2 separate regions of the Astyanax mexicanus genome follow, and region 1 is linked to region 2. Evidence: chromatin contacts called from public Hi-C data. All regions are on one chromosome and are shown on one strand. The core of a region is the stretch at or near the end of the contact, and the rest is flanking DNA. Distances in the headings are between cores, read along the strand shown. Region 1 holds the start of extl3 (exostosin-like glycosyltransferase 3). Region 2 holds the start of hmbox1b (homeobox containing 1 b).

The links. Hi-C and Micro-C count contacts between places; a contact is called where the count stands out from the background.
Region 1: a Hi-C map of muscle shows a contact between it and region 2, with 2.2 times the contacts expected there. The contact joins the promoter of extl3 here to the promoter of hmbox1b in region 2.

Annotation. Positions count from the first base shown.
Region 1 is chr1:84,762,234-84,764,933 of AstMex3_surface, reverse strand. extl3 (exostosin-like glycosyltransferase 3) reads left to right here and starts at 1,446. Exons shown (of 6, transcript XM_007255470.4): 1 at 1,446-1,672.
Region 2 is chr1:84,621,491-84,624,190 of AstMex3_surface, reverse strand. hmbox1b (homeobox containing 1 b) reads right to left here and starts at 1,337. Exons shown (of 10, transcript XM_022684589.2): 1 at 1,101-1,337. The coding sequence starts at 1,309.

The DNA of each region.
Region 1 (2,700 bases), core at 197-2,696, 140 kb before region 2:
TGCAAGGAGGAGATGTGTCTGCACAACCAGGGTTGAATGGGTTGAAAAGGGTTAAAGAAACAGCTTTAAATTAAAGCAACCCGTATCGTGGATTGATGTACTAAACCTGGCAACCCAGGCGGTGTGTCTCTCTCTCCGTGTAACCGAGCATGAGCTGAGCATGTGTTACTGCCGCCTGCTGCTGTGGAGCACAAAAGGGGCTTTCATCCTTTTCCCTACATAATGTTCCAATGTTATCTTATAGATTCTGTACTGTAAAAACACCATGTTAAAAAAAAACCATAATATCCACTTTATTAAATCATAGCATTTAAAAAGAAGCACAAATACACTCTATCGTGTTTTAGTACAGTTAGTGCTACTACTGGAGCTGGTTCATGGAGAGCCTGCGCACTCCCTAGCTGTTATTTTAGAAAATTACCGCACACCACTAGTGGGAGCCCGCGAGTAAGTCCTCAATGGGGATGAATGAAGCTGAATGGCTAAAAGCTCAAATTAAAAACAATAATTAACTTTTGCCTGGGATATTTCTTTAATTATAGAAAGTAGAATGATATAATCACCAAAAGCCAAAGATAACTTTCTACAGCAAACGATTTTTGAAGAACATTATTTATTTATTATTAATTTATTTTGTCATATACTCCATATACTGCAGTGCATTTAAAAGGCTTATAACTGTTTAAAGGGGCCCTGACTTTTGCTGACTTCACCTCAGCCTAAATTTAAAAAATGCTAAAAGAAAAAGGAGAGGTTGTTTGAGCGAGAAACTGGGTGATGTATAGGTTTAGAGGCAGGGTAGGAGGGAGAGATGATTGGCTGAGCTTCAGCAGCATTGGCTACCGGAGCCCTGAGAGAGCACAATTGGCCTTGCTCTCTCTGGGAGGGTAGATGGCGCTCTCTCCGCACATCACTACAAAGGGTGATGTCAGTTGGCACAAGGCGTCTGTAAGCTGATGTTTTGGGACTAAGTCACTCCGAGAGCGCTAGATTTTCAGCAATGCTGCATTAGAAGCAGTTAGAAAAGCGGCGATGGCTGACTTCACATGTATCGGAGGAGGTATGTGCTGATCTCCACCCTCCTGGTGGGCATCGGGCATGATAGGGGAGTCCTAATGGTCATGTAAATTGGGAAAAAATGGAATAAAAAATAGAAATAAAAATTACAAAAAACTAGCACTATAAGCCTGTTAGGTGCATCAGCTAAAAGCACTGTATTTTGGAAAGCTGGGGGAGAATGAAGGAGAATGAAGTTCGTACTCGTTATCATGTTTTACTACAGCCCATTTCCATTTCACACTGAAATTCTCCTTTAAATGTGTATTCTTTTCTCTAGAGGTCCTCCGTTATGAAGGGGGAGGCGTGCGGGCACGTGGCCACCATGTGGCGCTAGTGCACCATGCTGTAATGCTCAAGCAATGCAAACAGTGGCCGTTCCCAGCATGCACCACCGCTCGCAGTGTTTGCAGAGCTGGATCTAGCTATCTAACAATGCTGTGCGGGTCCGGGGAGAAGCTCTGGGAGGTTACACGGCTGGAGGAGGTGTAAGGGCTGGGTGTGAATCAGCTCGTGTGTGCTCCGGGTCGTCTGTACGGTCCGTGATCTGCGGCGGATCTGTGCGGAGACGTGGATCTGCTGCTGCTGCAGCGGAGCTCCTTCTTCACACACCGGGGTAAGAGAGACGCAGCTCACACACATCTCCTCCTTCCACTGCTAACGGGGTTAGCTGGGCTAGTGGTGGCTAAGCTATCTTAGCTGCTTCTGTGTTATTGTTTAGCCTGTTGTTTTAGATCCTAGAAAACCTTAAACCCCTCAAACACGAGCCGGAGGAGCGCGTTAAAGCGCAGCATATGGTCTTGTGTGAACGAAGCTGAAGTTGTCTGCTTGTTCCAATTGTTCCGTTCCACCTTAAATGGTGCGGCACGTACAGCAAAGCGCCCGAGGCACCTCACCGTACGTGCCGCACCATTTAAGGTGGAACGGAAAATTTCTCAGAAACAGCCGAATTCAACCCAGTTTATCACCATTATCTCGCCATTTTCTGTCGTTTCAGTTGTTTTGTGGTTTAAATCAGAACGCGAGACAGATTAATACTTAATCTGAAGTGTGTTTTAATCCTACAGACCCAATTAAATCGATGCTGCTTCGCGTTAAAGCGGCGTCTGGCTGGATTTGACGTTCCTGTAGCTTTAGCTCGGGTTATAACTAACCTGCGCACAGCGACCGGAGAGCAGACCCACAGAGACAGATGTAGCTCAGGTATAGACATTAAACTAACTAACTAGAGTGTTTAGGAACAGTCCAATAATTCGGTTCAGATCTTTACACACATCTGTAGCCTTCCACTGCTGTTAGCGTATTGCGTGTCTTGTACTCTAGGCGTTTTTAGCTAGGTAGTTATCTAGATGATTAGCTATTCCGTACACAAATATTAGTACAGGTTCAGTTTTTGAATAAATCTGATTGTTTTAGCTCTTCACACATCTTTACATATACAGCTCTAGAAAAATTACTGAAGACTGTGATTTTGTTATTTATAGGTATATGTTGACTAAAATGAACATTGTTGTTTTATTCTATAAACTACGGACATTTCTCACAAATTCCAAATAGAAATATTCTTATTTAGAGCATTTATGTGCAGAAAATGAGAAATAGCTGAAATACCAAAAAAAGATGCAGAGCTTTCAGACTTCAAAT
Region 2 (2,700 bases), core at 88-2,587:
GGCAGTGCACCATTAAATAAATACACTGCATATGGGGCAGCTGAAGCCAGATCTGTAACCCAGATTAAGTGCATCCCAGGAAACTCTTTGTCTGTAGGATTAAGCCCAGGCTTTGGTTAGTCTTGGGGCTTGAGCTCGGTCTGGGTGTGGGATCTCTGATTGCTTGCTGGAGTTTTAAAAGTCTCCTACAGGCTCGGGATGGCAGTCAGGAGTGCAGGATGGAATATGAAGCGTTTGCTGTTATTCAAGTCATATGATGGCGACCTGCAAGAAACGCCCAGAATAATCCTGCTCTCCAAAAAAAATCCCCACATTTACAGCATCTCATTATCCAGGCGGAGAGGACGAGCCCGCTGCTTAAGATCTCGATTCAGAACCACAGCCGATACAAAACACACAGCTTCACCTCTCCGGGTTACACCGGGCGCATCTGCATAATAAAGCATAGATCCTCAGAGAGCAAAACCTGTTTCTTTTACTGACCTTTAAAAAATCATTAAAAGAAGAAAAAGCGCTGCTGTCTGCTCTGAGCAGAAACTCCAGGAGCAGGACATTTAACCCGAATTAAAGTCTGCTCCTTCATACAAAACACACCCGGTCCCTCCAAATCTGATTCCACATTACATTCTACTTAGAATGCATCAAACTTAATCACATTAGTGACAGAATTTATACGTTGTTTCTACAAAAACTAAATCTGCAACCGCGCTGGCTAGCTAGCTACGCTAACCCAGCTAACCTATCGCTAGCTGGGTTAGCTAAGATAAGTTAGCTTATGTAGCTAACAGATTTCAGCCAACTGCAGCTTAGCGTACCGCACACAGCTAGCTTTAGCTTAGCTAGTTTAGCACAGGCTAGCCAGCCATATTCCACCCGCTCGCATAAAAAAATCGGATTAACCTCGATTTCGCTTTTGTTCTCAGCGCGCACACACACTCACACACTTTCTCCACATTTACAAAAACTGCAATCCAGCACCAACACAGCAGCTAAAGCTTCTGCACCAACACCACCAGCTCATCTCGCTCAGCCAGCCGCTGTAGCCCGCTCCTACCAGCAAACTTAATCCCGTCAAAACAATGAAAAATATAAGCGGTTACCTGTACCTAAATGTATTGCAAACGTCCCAGCCCGCCAGACCATTTACCACAGTCTGTAAAGCTCCAGTGCCAGACTGATGCAGGTGAATTATTAGGAGTGAATATTTTCCAGCCTGTCCGGCCTCCTTCTGCTCCCAGTCTCTGACTGATCCGCCTTTTGTCTGACTGACAACGGCAATGTTGACATCAAGCTGTGAACGGGGCATCATGGGAAATGTAGTTCACGCTGTTCAGCATACAACTCTGGAAAAAATGATACCACTTAAAAAAAGTTTCTTTGATTTTACCTAATTAAAAACCTCTGGAATATATTCAAGAGGAAAATGGATGATCACAAGCCACCAAACAAAACTGAATTGAATTTTTGCATCAAGAGTGGCATAAAGTTATTCAAAAGCAGTGTGTAAGACTGGTGGAGGCTGGTGAACATGCGAAGATGCATGACAACTGTGAAAATCAGAGTTATTCTACCAAATATTGTTTTTGAACTCTTTTTGAAAACTTTATTAATATGAACTTGTTTTCTTTGCATTATTTGAGGTCTGAAAGCTCTGAATCTTTTTTGTTAATATTATCCATTTCTCATTTTCTGCAAATAAATGCTCTAAATGACAATATTTTATTTGGAATTTGGGAAAGAATGTTGTCCGTAGTTTATAGAATAAAACAACAATGTTCATTTTGCTCAAACATATACCTATAAATAGCAAAATCAGAGAAACTGATTCAGAAACTGAAGTGGTTCTTAATTAAACAATCAATTTATTAATCACAAAAATATTCTGTAAATATGTATTTATGTGAGCGAGACAAAAATAATTTACTGTCCACTATATTGTAGCATGTGTTGCATTCCTAGTTGTATAGTTATACATTAGCATGAAAAAGTACCTTTGTTCCATTACTTACTAACCTAGCTTGCTAATTAGCTTAACACGGTTTCCATTACTAAATAACTTAGCTAGCTTATTAGCTAAAAACATTTTCCATGACTAACTAACCTAGCTAGCTAATTAGCTTACCATAACACAGTGTCCATAACTAACCAACCTAGCTAGCCAATTAGCTAAACACATTTTCCATGACTAACTTACCTAGCTAGCTAATTGGCTTACCATAACACAGTTTCCATGACGAGCTAACCAAGTGAGCTATTTAGCTTACCGTAACACAGTGTAAGTTATCTATGGTGCTGTCCATTCTTATATAACTTACACTCTATGGTATTAAAACATGAACACGATTTAGAGCGCCTCCTAGTGCTGATTTACTTTATTTTAGACACTGTAACCTGGTGCTGGTGTTCTAATCTTCATAACTGAAGAGCAGAGTAATGTACAGACATCATACACAAATCATTAATCAATCAATCAACCTTTATTTTCATACAAAGGGTTAAACGCTTAAAAAAAGATAAAATGATAAAAAGTAGAGATTAATAAAATAAAAACAGTAAAAAACAAGCCAAATCTAACGTATATAGTACAGTATTATTATTATTATTATTATTGTTGTTGTTGTTGTTGTTGTTATTATTATTATTATATTCAATTATTATGTTCAATAATAAAATAAACTAATAATAATAAGAGTGATAATA